Linked DNA regions of Athene noctua: region 1 is linked to region 2. A link is a contact called in public Hi-C data. All regions are on one chromosome and are shown on one strand. Each heading gives the region's core, a stretch centred on a gene start, on an enhancer-like site or on the middle of the called end of the contact. The rest is flanking DNA. Distances are from core to core; before and after follow the strand shown.

What was found. Hi-C and Micro-C count contacts between places; a contact is called where the count stands out from the background.
Region 1: a contact with region 2 is called in a Hi-C map of heart, with 7 times the contacts expected there. The contact joins the promoter of EXOC8 here to the promoter of RAB4A in region 2. A contact is called at or near these places in 2 of 2 Hi-C or Micro-C datasets (heart and liver).

What each region holds. Positions count from the first base shown.
Region 1 is chr1:83,433,230-83,435,929 of bAthNoc1.hap1.1, reverse strand. It overlaps EXOC8 (exocyst complex component 8), which reads left to right and starts at 1,420. Exons shown (of 3, transcript XM_074896732.1): 1 at 1,420-2,700. The coding sequence starts at 1,446. SPRTN (SprT-like N-terminal domain) reads right to left here and starts at 1,128. Exons shown (of 5, transcript XM_074896733.1): 1 at 820-1,128. The coding sequence starts at 1,082.
Region 2 is chr1:83,185,686-83,188,385 of bAthNoc1.hap1.1, reverse strand. It overlaps RAB4A (RAB4A, member RAS oncogene family), which reads left to right and starts at 1,447. Exons shown (of 8, transcript XM_074896730.1): 1 at 1,447-1,647.

The sequences.
Region 1 (2,700 bases), core at 171-2,670, 250 kb before region 2:
TTCATGTATCATCACTTCTGCGTACTGATCCAGCAGAAAACACATCTTTCTTTTTCTTGTTACTGAGTCAGTCCTCTACAGTTCAGTATCCAAACATTTCCAAGTGTCTAAAGAGCACTGCAACCAGCAGATGACAAAAGGGGGCAGGATTCCCAACAGCCAGCAATTGCATCAGCTGGGCTGCTGCAGAACTGCAGCCTGCACTTCAAAGCCGCTTTTTTTTTTTAAATCTCAAATGTCCTCTATATTTCCCTTCTTACTCTGTCTGTTAATATACCACTATCATTTCGTATTTGTCTCTCTGCCACGCTGTAAAACTATCTTACAAACTGAGAACAAGAAAAATGACAGCAATACAAGTATGTTCTTTTAAGTTTCAACATACACAGTTTAAGACCAAATAATTTATTGCCCTTTAACATCCCTCCAGCTTTGCCTGCACCACGGGAAAAGCCATTTATGGTTGTCAAGGACGACAAGTGAAGGACAAACCAGACAATGGCAGTGACCAACCCACGTCCTGGGGTACAAACTTTGCTAGAAAACCAGGACACTCAAGTATCTGGAAGAGACAGTGGCACTACTATGAAGAAGCGGTGGCACTAGTACATCAAGCTAGTCAGGAGCAGCATATAGCGACACATGGCAGTTCCCTCCCCCTGTCCGAGACCCACAGCTATACGATGAGCTAAGCTGCCGCTTATTTGATGGGCACGGCCTCTCCCAACAGCCCTGACCAGCACCCCAGCTGCTGCCCGACCCCCTCCCCGCGCCGGGCTGCCCAACCAGCCGGCCCGGCGCACCCCCGCGATGGCGTACAGGGTCATGCGCGGGCTCCACGACACCTCCACGGCGGCCAGCCGCCCCCAGAAAAGCGTCTCGTTGAACTGCACGAAGAGGCCGTGCACGTCGGGGCTGGGGTCCAGCAGCTCCCAGGCCTCATCCACCACCGACAGCGGGCGGAGGGGCGAGGGGTCGGGCGAGGCCTCAGGGCACGCTGCTGCTGCTGCTGCTGCCGCCTCCTCATCCTCCGCTTCCCACAGCTCCTGGAGCTGCAGCGCCAGCACGAAGTCCCGATCCATCCCGCTCAGCGACGCGGCCCCGCCAGCCCCGCCAGCCGCCGGCGCATGCGCTCTGCGCGACACGCAGCACCGCCCGCCTCCCCACTCCTCCGACTACGCATGCGCCGAACGGCCTCTGGCGCTCCGTCCCCCTCCGGCGCATGCGCGCGGCCCCGCCCCGCCCCGGCCCAGACCGGCACCTCCCCGCGCGGCGGCCTCGCGTCGCTCCGGGCAGTTGCTTTCCGGCGGGGCGCCCGCGCATGCGCGATCGGCGCGGCGATGCTGGCGCAGGCGGCGTACGTACCGCTGTGCGCAGGCGCGGCGGCCGTCCCCCCGGCGGCGGCGGCGGCGGCGGGCAGGTGGGTGCCGGGCAGCGGGGCTGCGATGGCGCTGTCGCTGGGGGAAGGCGGCGGGAGCCGGCTGCGGCGGCAGCTGGAGTCGGGGGGCTTCGCGGCGGGGGAGTACGTGAAGCAGCTGTCGCAGCAGTCGGACGGGGACCGGGACCTGCAGGAGCACCGGCAGCGCATCCAGGCGCTGAGCGAGGAGACGGCCCAGAGCCTGAAACGCAACGTCTACCAGAACTACCGGCAGTTCATCGAGACGGCGCGGGAGATCAGCTACCTGGAGAGCGAGATGTACCAGCTCAGCCACATCCTCACCGAGCAGAAGGGCATCATGGAGGCCGTCACCCAGGCCCTGCTCCTCCAGGCCGACCGCGACGACCCCGCCCTGGGCGCCCGCCGCGCCGCCGCCGCTGACCCCTTCCTGCCGCTGTCGGCCAAGGAGGCAGCGGCCAGCGAGGAGGGGCGGCAGCGCACGCTCACCACCCTCCTGGAGAAGGTGGAGGGCTGCCGCGACCTCCTGCCCGAGAGCCCCGGCAAGTACCTGGTCTACAACGGCGACCTGGTGGAGTACGATGCCGACCACATGGCGCAGATCCAGCGGGTCCATGCCTTCCTCATGAACGACTGCCTGCTCGTGGCCACCGCCCTGCCCAACCGCCGCGGCGCCTACCGCTACGATGCCCTCTACCCCCTCGACGGGCTGGCTGTGGTCAACGTCAAGGACAACCCGCCCATGAAGGACATGTTCAAGTTGCTCATGTTCCCCGAGAGCCGCATCTTCCAGGCTGAGAACGCCAAGATCAAGAAGGAGTGGCTGGAGGTTCTGGAGGAGACTAAGCGCAACCGGGCCCTCAGCGAGAAGCGACGCCTAGAGCAGGAGGCGCTGCCCCGGTCTGCCCCGACGCCCCCTGAATCCACCAACCCCTTTGAGGAGGAGGAGGAGGAGGAGGAAGAGCCCTCTGCTGAGGAGGAGGTGGTCGACCTCTCACTCGAGTGGATCCAGGAGCTGCCTGAGGACCTGGACGTCTGCATTGCTCAGCGGGACTTCGAGGGGGCGGTGGACCTCTTGGATAAACTCAACGAGTACCTGGGGGACAAACCTGTGAGCCAGCCCGTGAAGGAGCTGCGGGCCAAGGTGGATGAGCGGGTCCGGCAGCTTACAGATGTGCTGGTGTTTGAGCTGTCTCCAGACCGCTCACTGCGGGGAGGGCCGCGGGCCACCCGCCGAGCCGTGTCCCAGCTCATTCGCTTGGGCCAGTCCACCAAGGCGTGTGAGCTCTTCCTGAAGAACCGAG
Region 2 (2,700 bases), core at 198-2,697:
CTAGAGAAATGCTCACATATGACATTTTAGATCTCAATATCCTCTGTGCATCAGGGCTATGATAACTTTGGGAACCTGTGTATATAACCTCTAATTACTGTTAATAGTATGAACTCATTAAGTAGTTGATTCTTTGAAAACTGTAGCAAGTTCCTTTGTCTATATGTATGCACAACATCAAGAATAATCAGCAGATTCTGAGGGGTTCTTGGGGCTCAATGTGTACTGTTTCACTGATTAGAGACTGGAACTTTAAAGCTGACCTTTGACCAGCAAAAGACTCAGTAAGGAGGTGGCTGAGACAGGCAGAGACATTTTTTCCTACAGTTTGGGAGATGATTGAGAAGTGGAAAGAATGGGCAGTTGTGAGCAAAAAGATTAAAAAGCCAGAAATAACAGAAGAGGGATTTTCAAAAGGACTAGCAGAAAGGAGAATGTGGAGGAAACACACAAAATACTGTCTGGGGAGGGAAAAGATGGACAGGCTTTTGTGGTGGAGTCTTAGTGCCCCTTGATGCCAGACTAACCAGGCTCACAGGGGAGTTAATAACAAATTAAATAAAGAATAATGTAAATGAGGTGCTATTGCACCTAGGAAGTCAACAACCTGCCTTTCCCTGAAGTTTATTTTGGAGGTGAGAAAAGCGCCGGTGAAATTGGGAGCTCTGCAAAAAACACCCCGAATCCCTGCCTGTTAGCTTATATATATACCATGTCCCTCCAACAGATTTGCAGCGAAAGGCTCGGTCTTTGGCTGAAATGCTGGCAGTTGGTGGAGGGTGTTGGATGGTATTTCAGAGAATCTGGGGTAGGCATTTTATGACTAAAGCTGAACAGCGGGATAGAGTTTACAGGAGGGACTGTTACAAGGAGGTTCTGCACCAGGGAAAAGTTTTCGTGCTCACTAGCAGGGAAGTCAACCGAAATCAGCTCGGATTCGAGACAATTAAAATGTGCCCGAACTGAGGGACTCTTCCTGCCTGGGCGGGAGCACCGCGCTCCCCGCTGCAGCCTCCCCAGCTGCTGCGTTTACCAGGAGGAGCGGAGGGGAACTTCTTCTTCACACGAACACCGTCCGCGGCTGCCGCCGCCCGCAGCGCGGCGGCACGGGGCGCGCTTGGCCGGCGAGGGGCGTGCCAACACGGACGCTCCCGCCGCGGCCCCCCGGCCCCTCGCAGGCCCCTCGCAGGCCCCTCGCAGGCCCCTCGCAGGCCCCTCGCAGGCCCCTCGCAGGCCCCTCGCAGGCCCCTCGCAGGCCGCTCCCGCCGCAGCCCGGGGGGGCGTCACGTGGTCCGCGCCGGCGGCGCCGCCCCGCACGTGCGCCTTGTTTTGGTGACGGGCCCCGGGCGGAGGCGGGGCCGCCGGCCGCGAGGGCGCCGCGCCTGCGCGGAGAGGCGGGGCTCGCGCGCCCCCTCCCCTCCCGGCGGCGGCGGAGGGCGAGGCGGCCCGGGCGCGCGTGCGCAGCTGCGGCGGCGGGTGGTGGGGCTGAGGCGGGCCGGCGCGCCGGTGGCTTGTCCGCTTCCCGGCCGGCCCGCGAGCCTCCGGCCGTCAGCACCATCCCCGGGCAGGGAAGGAGGCGGGGAGGGGAGCGGGGGTGGTGCTCACCGCCCCCCGAAATGTCGCAGACTGCCATGTCTGAGACCTACGGTAGGAACCGGGGGCGGGGCGGGCTGGGGGGATCCTCCTCTTCCTCCTCCCCTCCCGGGGAGCAGGGCCCGCGGCCGGGCGGTCGCCTCCTGGGCAGCGGGGCGGCGGCGCCGGGGCCGAGCCGCTGGGGCGGGAGGGGCGCAGCTGCCGGCGGTGGCGGTTCTCCGGGCCCGGGCGGGTGTTTCTGCCTGTTCGCGTGAGCACCGCAGCGCCCTGCCCCTCCCTTCGCTGCCTGGGCTGGCGGCACAGCCGGCGTTCAGTTACCCTCCGTGCCGTGGAGGTGGCGGCTCGAAACGTAGGTGAAATCTAGGCGAGGGAACTTAGACGCTGCTCGTTACGGTTAACTGAATTCAGAAGGAAAGTTGCAGTGCACGTCCTTCGGGAGAAGCTGCACGTTTCGTTGACTGGAGATTGTGCTTTTTTGAGGGTCAAGTTGGGTCCTGTTGTCTTAATCAGTAAGAACTGATTGCGAGAGAGACTTAGAGGAAAAAGCTCCGTGAATATGTTCATACGTCCCTATGTTGGCATGGGTGTCTAATTACTACTGGTAGAAAAACATCCGAAGGAGTAAGTTGGAGTGCAGGTGCTGACAGGGTGTGTCAGTGCTTTACAGGAAGCATCAAAGAGAAGTGAGGAGTCAAAAAGGCAAGCAGAGCTAGTATTGCTGGCTAGGTGGAGGAGATGAGAAGCAATGGAATAGTATTCAATTATCTTCTTTGTAACTTTGCTCGAAACAGCGCTTCTTGAAACAATTTGGGTTTTCTCCCCTTTCCATAACATACAGTTCTGTAAGATTTTGCAGTATAAAGATGCCATCATAGATGTAAACATAATCAAAGTCTATGTGATAGGTTGTTGGAGAGTAAGGCCAGAATTGAATACTGTGATAAACCCTTTCACTTGTCATTTTCTAGCTCTGTCTGTTGCAACATCTTCAGTAGTTGTTCAGACCTCAAAGCTGGGCTTGCAGCCACTTGCTTTTAGAGTAGAGCCTTGAAAACAAGGAATAGTTTGGATAATTAAAGCCAAATTGGACACAACTGCTATGCTAAC